Regions from separate parts of the Hordeum vulgare genome. Here region 1 is linked to region 2. Evidence: chromatin contacts called from public Hi-C data. All regions are on one chromosome and are shown on one strand. The core of a region is the stretch at or near the end of the contact, and the rest is flanking DNA. Distances in the headings are between cores, read along the strand shown. Region 1 holds the start of LOC123407084 (cation-chloride cotransporter 1). Region 2 holds the start of LOC123407127 (probable rhamnogalacturonate lyase B).

The links. A called contact is a pair of places that touch in the nucleus more often than the background predicts.
Region 1: a Hi-C map of leaf shows a contact between it and region 2, with 3 times the contacts expected there. The contact joins the promoter of LOC123407084 here to the promoter of LOC123407127 in region 2. A contact is called at or near these places in 4 of 6 Hi-C or Micro-C datasets (leaf, seedling and an unstated tissue).

Annotation. Positions count from the first base shown.
Region 1 is chr7H:242,757,931-242,761,972 of MorexV3_pseudomolecules_assembly, forward strand. LOC123407084 (cation-chloride cotransporter 1) reads right to left here and starts at 2,314. Exons shown (of 14, transcript XM_045100124.1): 1 at 2,110-2,314; 2 at 1,736-1,932; 3 at 657-806; 4 at 406-484; 5 at 1-31. The coding sequence starts at 1,923.
Region 2 is chr7H:242,615,836-242,619,999 of MorexV3_pseudomolecules_assembly, forward strand. It overlaps LOC123407127 (probable rhamnogalacturonate lyase B), which reads left to right and starts at 1,296. Exons shown (of 16, transcript XM_045100188.1): 1 at 1,296-1,672; 2 at 1,825-1,921; 3 at 2,277-2,398; 4 at 2,500-2,553; 5 at 2,649-2,768; 6 at 2,853-2,972; 7 at 3,065-3,206; 8 at 3,296-3,466; 9 at 3,937-4,092. The coding sequence starts at 1,659.

The DNA.
Region 1 (4,042 bases), core at 1,064-3,563, 140 kb after region 2:
TCATTGTACCAAACTTAGGTCCAGTTTCCTGCTAACCAAATGAAAGCAATGGAACAAGTTATACAGTGTTTATAACTATCCATATATCCAAATGACATAAACCAAATAACCAGAAACAAACAGGTCGATGAAAATCAATGAAACAGTGAAGAAACTTGGGAGATCAGGCATGAAAATGCAAATGTACAAATCAGCAACTACTGTTGACTAAATATATTTAGAGATGTAGCAAACTGTCAAACACGATAGGTGACAGTATCAGCAAATAATTGAGCCCAAGCACTACTCTTTCCTGTTAATTAATTCCAAATATACTAACTTCTAGTTATTCATGTTTAACTAGGAGAAGTGTGATGAAGTATCAAACAGATGGAACTCATCCTAAAGTTTGGAACTGGAGACAACCTTCGGCCTTCCAATGGTAATTGCTACATCCTCTCCCTCCCTAGGACTCGAAGGAGCTGGAATCTCTTCTCCTGTCATGCTGTTTAGATTCAATCAGATACTTATGTCATAAAGTAAAATCACTAGTTCAAGCTATTTCTTTGGAGAGCACATGCTTAATATATCAGTCAAAACTACGTGCGCTCAATAAAAGGAGATATATCTCAAGTTTTCAGACAACCTAAATAAAATAACACAACGATGAACCGTACCTCTTGAGGCCCAAAATATTTACAAGTGAATCAAACCCAAAAAGCTCTAGCTTTGAATCCCTTTGAGATCCACTGGATGTAGCATGATCACCAGAACCTTCTTGCATGCTTGGATCAATGGTTAGATTAGCACCACCGGGCTTAAGGTTTCTATGATATACATAAAAGAAAGCTTGTTGAGTGCATAAATTCGCAGCTACACAGTTTGTGTCATCTAAATCATATGACGACCACTGAAAGAAAAAGACGGAATGAAATCTGCAGAAATTATGGCTGATAACGTGTCATGGAATATGCAATCAAAATAGAAAATCGAGCAGGGAAGCCAGTAGGTACAACAAAAGAATATATATGCATGATGCAAATAAGTAAACCAGTGTCAAGTAATATTCCAAGCAAACTACAAAGATCAATAACAAGAACTGATATTGAAAAGGAAATATTAACTGCTCAAGTAGTGACAGGTGTGACACTCATTGACTAACATTCTAACTACAGAACCCTAAACCATGGGTATATACCAATAGAAGCTCAACATAGATTATCGATATATGAGTACACACAAAATATCATATGCCAAAAGAAAATTCTACCACACGGTCATTCAAATATATCAAACCCGAGGAGATTACAATACGATGACCAAATTTCAAAAGTCAAGGTCATGGCCTCACATTGAAGGTAGTCTACAAACAAACAGTAATGTGAATTTCACAACCCTGTTCATAATGCACTGAGCTCTAAATGAAGGAAGCAAATCCAAAAGGCTATTAAAAGCCTAAGGTTGTAGTCTCAAACAGTCCAAAGCCATTATGTAGTTAAAAACTTCAAATTAACCTCCCATGTGTGTTTACTGCCCACCAAGACTATCATCCGAATAAAACTGTCCAGTTGAACACCCCGTTTGTCTAAATAACTCACTGTCAAGACAATGCACAGATATTTGCAGCAACTACGCTAGCTGGTGATTCTCGCAGAAGTGTAACATGTACTAAACCCGAAACCCTTTTACTGATTGTGTATCAAACAAAAACAAAATGCTGAGGAAGCCCACACATATGAGACCAAGTATGCATCACCTAGGCGGCTGGGGTGTTATGGCGTCATGGCCAGTGACAGAGGTGGAGGTGGAGCCGGGGCTGGGCTCCATGGAGGTCATCTGGATGACGGCGCTGTCGTCCGAGCCCACTGGTCGGTAGCGTCGCCCGTTAGGCGGCGCTGGCACCGGCAGCCCATCCTCCGCGGCCTCGATCTCCCCATTCTCCATACCAGGAAGCTGCAGCCACGCACAGAAAAGTTGGTGCTATGAGATCTAGGTTTTCAGAGTAGACGCTGGAGCAGTCCCGGGCAGCGGCGTAGCAGGGGGCTGGAAGGCGTGGATCTGGATCCGAGGCTGAGCGTGGGGAGCAGGGGCGGTTCGGGCGGCAGCGAGGCGTGATCGCTGGAAGCTTACCAGGGTCGACGGAGAGCAGGGGGCGGCGGAGCTGGGCGCTGCGGCGAAGGAGCAGCCACCGGCGGCGAGGGGAGTGGGCAGTTAACGGGGAAGGTGGGCAACGGTCGGAGGGGGGTTGGAAAAGCTACGAAACTGGGTTTGCTTCGTCCCTCATTTTTGCGCTGGGCACCCTGGCCTGCAAAGTCTTTGAGTTGAGGGAGGGATTGCTTCTCCACGACGCTCCTAGGCTGCGTGTTGTCTTTTTTTTTTTTTTACTTGAAGAAGATGTTAAAGAAATTCATTTTATACATATATAAAGCAAAGATTCACAACAATCTGATACAAACTCACGCCAACACAACACACACATCCAAGATACATAGATGTTATTGCAGCCACAACACCCCTAGAGCTACAAAGCAATCGAGAATTCAACCTGAAACACGTCACCGTGAAGAGATAAAGCCACATACGACGAACTGTGGGCTTCAAGGTGGCGCCTTCAGAAAGGAAACAGCACTGGAGCGTCGCCACTGCTCGATCTGAGGATCAGAGTTTCCCCTAAAACAGCACGACGGCGATGAGAGCCGCGACGACGCGTTCAAAAAGGGAACGAGCTTCGCAGCCACCGGTCCGAAGATAGAGCATGTTTTCTTCCCGGTCAACACCGACCGCCACACCCCGGCTGCCATGCCGCCCACACTGTTGGAAATGTGCGCTACAGGCAATAATAAATTGATTATTATTATATTTCCTTATTCATCATAATCGTTTATTATCCATGCTAGAATTGTATTGATTGGAAACTCAAAAACATGTGTGGATACATAGACAACACACTGTCCCTAGTGAGCCTCTAGTTGACTAGCTCGTTGATCAAAGATGGTCAATGTTTCCTGGCCATAGACAAGTGTTGTCACTTGATAACGGGATCACATCATGAGGAGAATGATGTGATGGACAAGACCCAAACTATGAACGTATCATATGATCGTGTAAGTTTATTGTTATTGTTTTCTGCATGTCAATGTATCTATGACCATGAGATCATGCAACTCCCGGACACCGGAGGAATGCCTTGTGTGTATCAAACGTCGCAACGTAACTGGATGACCATAAAGGTGCTCTACACGTATCTCTAGATGTGTGTGTTGGGTTGGCATGGGTCAAGACTGGGATTTTTGACTCCGTGTGACGGGGAGGTATCTTAGGCCCACTCAGTAATACAACATCACAATAAGCCTTGCAAGCAATGTGACTAAAGATTTAGTCACGGGATCTTGTATTATGAAACGAGTAAAAGACTTGCCGGTAACGAGATTGAAATAGGTATAGAGATACCGGCGATCGAATTTCGGGCAAGTAACATATCGATAGACAAAGGGAATAGTATACATGATTGATTGAATCCTTGACATCGTGGTTCGATCGATAAAGATCTTCATAGAATATGTAGGAGCCAATATGGACATCCAGGTCCCACTATTGGTTATTGGCCGGAGAGTATGTTAGGGCATAGTTTATGCCTAAGTAATTTTGGTGATTGATGACAGTACCGCAAAGGACTAACCGTGTGTGTTAAGATTTCAGATAACACATGTCAATGGCACAAGACGACTCGCCCCTCTTTCCATGGAACAGAAGCACGGTGTACTCTACGATTCTCTTTATTTGAGTCATAGGAACGTCGTACTATTAAGAGGGGACCCGTAGTGGAAAGGTTTGGGTGGAATCAATTTTGCACGCACACACTATATCTCCTTTCCCCTTACCTACAACATTGGAGTGGCTCCCGCCTCTGTGTTTATCTCATCTAAGCAAATGGTCCCTCGGCGGTAGTACCGCTGTGCCTAGCAGTAGTCCCGCTGGAGTGCTGGCGGTAGTACCGCTAGGCTGGCGGTAGTACCGCTAGGCTGGCGGTAGTACCGCCCCTGGTCAGCGGTAGTACCGCTCC
Region 2 (4,164 bases), core at 46-2,545:
TGTGGTTAGTTAGGTTAGGCACGTTACGTTACGTGCTTCAAATGCTATACAAACAAATCCTGCCAGCCACTTCTTCACTTGGTTATTAGCATTTCTAAAGTCCCTGTATCAACATCTAGCTAACTATCCTGTAGATAACTTGAAGACCAAACCTTTCCTAGAAGAATTAAAGATCAGACATTGCCGTTACGTCTGCTAAAATCTCACATTTTTAGTAATGCACATGTACTTGGTACAAGCGATATGCGACGTTAGATGACTGACAGCCACACAAAAAGTAGGCACCTGCAAACTGTACAAATTATGTACTAGTACTAGTAATTGTTATTGCAACCAATGAGATAGTATACTCTTTGCTGTTTTTCTTAGAAAAGGAGATATACCCGATCTCTGCATCTGGATAATGTATGCAATCATTTTATTAACTATTCACAAAGGTCATATAAAATAATATATCAGTTAGGTTGAAGCCACCATCTAGGCAACACTTGTTGCTACTCCTATCCCTTGATGAAGGTGTGTCGAATATCCGGATCAAATACTAAACAAACATCGCATCAAATCCTAACATCTATGACCGGATGCCCCAGTCCAGCCACACACCGGGACTAGGTCCCACACCGCTCCCGCGCACTCTTAGAGGTTGCCGCCACCATCTTTCACCGGTCCATCTCCAGAGCTAGAACAGACACACCGACCTTGCAAGGCCTGCCGCCGGGATCCACCGTCAGGCTTACGATAGATGTAACACCGTTCCTCCTCTTGTCCCGTCCAACCAGCACTTGCATCAAAACGATGCCCTTAAAAGGGAAACGACATCGAATGTGACATCATCGTCCGATCCGGTAGATTCAGATATAAGGTTTCCCCCAAAGCATCATGAGTGGGGTGCCATGGCCCGCAACAACGATGCCTCGAGAAGGTAACGACGTCCTAGATGTCGCCATCATCCGCGACGATCGAAGTCGGCGCGGTTTTCATCGGAAATCGCGTCCCCCTGATCTCGCACCTGGGTGGAACCGAGGGGGCCTCGCCTTGTAGACGAGGGCCGCCGTCGGCACTCCGGCGGGGGCGCTCTAGCCACCGGCCGGCCAGGACTGTTTATTTGTTACTTGCAAGCATTATCTGTTTAATTTCTGCAATGCATAGGATAGGAGCATATAGCAGGAACATATTATTAGTAAAAGGAACTCGCTCACAAACAAAAAAAAAACTGAAGGAGCTGCTCCATACTCACAGAACATAGTACTATATATATACATTACACAAAAGACGGATGACCGATCGATTAGTAGGCATCTTTTCAACAATGACATGTCTCTGTTGCTGCGGCCTGCAGGCCACTGTGGAGATGTACATATGCCATCGTCTCCACGGCTGCCGGCCGCACTTGTGAGAGGCGCCAAGTGTTACCGGCCAACAACCAAAAGAATTGAGGAGAGGCGGACCACGCCATTGCCGCACCTCCTCCTCCTCCTTGGCTTCAACTCCACGCACACATGCTTGCTTTCCAAACCAAGGGATAATTAACCGCCCATCCATCTAAGCATCGCCACCACACACACCACCACATTATTCTCCATGCACAAGGGATCGATCAGTGGAGGGGAGCGAGTCATTGACATTGATTGATCCGTCCGTCGTCTCACTCTCACCCCATGGCGAAACTTAGGTACTACTTCTGCTGCTTCCACTGCCGCCGCACCTCCACATGCCACGGGTGAAGCGCCATTAATCTTTGCTTGCTGTGCTTCAGCTTCGCTCCACTCGGTCAGTTTCTTTTCTATATAAACGTAATGCCGCTTCCTCGTCTCTCCGGAGCAGCTGTAGGAGCCTGGTGCACTGTTGTTTGGGCCCTCCACGGGAACGGGAAGCCGGCGACGCCATGGACGGTGTTAAGCTCAAGGTCACCAGCAGATACGTAAGTGCTCATCTTCTGCCCTTTGCTGCTTACGCTGTCTATTTGGCTCGCGTGTGCCAACATGCATGTTCTGTGTATACTACTGTATATGTGCAAGTTATAATTGTTTCTTCGAAAAGGGGATAACCCACTAACCCAGGCCTGCATCATAAGATTTTATTTTTTTCGAAAAGGAGGCAAAGCCCCGGCCTCTGCATTGAGAGATGCATGCAGCCAGCATCATAAGATGCACACAACCATTTTATTAAACAAAATAAGTCTTTGCACCCAAAGGCCATGAGCTCCCGCACGTTGATACGTTGCAGTCATCACCACCACATACATACGGATTGATGCCGTAGCTCTATATGTGCAGGTTATAATAAAAAACGACATATTCGAGCTGACGCTGTCCAACCCCGACGGTATTGTAACTGGCGTGCGGTACAATGGTGTGGACAATCTTATGGAGATTCTTAACAAAGAAGACAATCGAGGGTACCGATCTTGCTCTGCGCCTATATAAAGTTTCTATCATCAATTTGTACTATACGTATATATCCAAGGCAAGGCGAGTTAAGCGATGCATCTTGTGTCAGGTATTGGGACATTGTTTGGAACCCACCAGGACAGCGAACTGGAATATTTGATGTGTAAGAGGAGCTCATAATCAGACTTCATTCATTTACCCGCCCTTTTTTTTTTCTTGTTAGAGAAATCAGTCACGAATGTGAACGCTTGCACGCAGGATCAAAGGCACAGAGTTCCGCATCATACATCATGATGAAAACCAGGCTGAGGTCTCCTTCACTAGATCATGGGATCCTTCTCAGGAAGGGAAAGCTGTTCCTCTCATCATCGACAAGAGGTGACTTGACTGACTGATGAACAAGCATAAATTTGGAGCTAGGAAAAATCATGTTTAGCTGAGCAAGCATCTCTGTACGTACAGGTTCATCGTGCTTCGTGGTTCCTCGGGATTCTACACCTACGGTATCTATGAGCACAAGGCAGGGTGGCCTGATTTTGGCATTGGGGAGACCAGGGTGGCCTTCAAGCTTAGAAAAGACAAGTTGGTTCTCAACTTTACGATACAATTTTTGCTCTTCACTTTTAAAAAAAAAATCTTCCCACTGAAACTATGTGTTGGTGGAATTAATGCAGGTTCCATTACATGGCAATGGCTGACAACAGGCAGAGAATAATGCCGATGCCTGATGACCGGTTGCCTCCCCGCGGCCAGCAATTAGCATACCCTGAGGCTGTCCTCCTTGTGGACCCAATTAATCCTAAACTCAGAGGGGAGGTAAGATAATAGAGATACAACAAGATTATCCGTGATAAATATTTGACCACGTTCTGAATAATCTCAACATCACTGGTATGTTTGTCAAGGTCGATGACAAGTACCAATACTCGTGTGAAGACCGATACAATAGTGTCCATGGATGGGTGTCATCTGATCCTCCGATTGGCTTCTGGCAAATCACGCCGAGCGACGAGTTTCGTACTGGAGGACCTCTTAAGCAGAACTTGACATCTCATGTCGGGCCCACTATGCTCGCCGTAAGTTCAGACCTTGACAAAACAATAACATTACCCTGTTTTAGGGCTCATTCGTTTTAACAGGATTCTCAAATCACCGGAATATGAAAAGTAAAGCATTGCAATGTCGTACTCCAGTCCTTAAGATGCTTCCATGGGGTCACCTAATGCTAAGAATCCTTAGGAAATTTCCATGAGTTCTCACCTGATGCTAAGAATCCTTAGATGTTAGGCCAATATAAGCACAATCCTTAGGAATCTAGCACCTCTACTCTATTCCTATGAAACGAATGCTCATAGGAAAAAATCCTGTATAAATCCTCCAAACCGAATTAGCCCTTACTGTTTTTATTTTTGTGCTTCCTTTTATGAGTAGCATGTTGTGGCTGCTTCAATTTTTTTTAATATAATTTAACAGGCTAAAGCTGAGCTCAGATTATTGGATACTAATATGCAACAAGTTCTGAAACGTCTATTTTATCTGGTCTTAGATGTTTCTTAGTGCTCATTATGCCGGGGATGACCTTTCGCCCAAGTTCACGAATGGAGAATATTGGAAAAAGGTTCATGGGCCGGTGTTCATGTACCTTAACTCCAGTCAGGACGGATCTGACCCAAGTCTACTATGGGAGGATGCAAAAGTTCAGGTGATTATAGTTCAGCAAATAAGTACTCCCTCTGTCTCAAAATGTAAGATGTTTTTTTGCCACTATCATAGG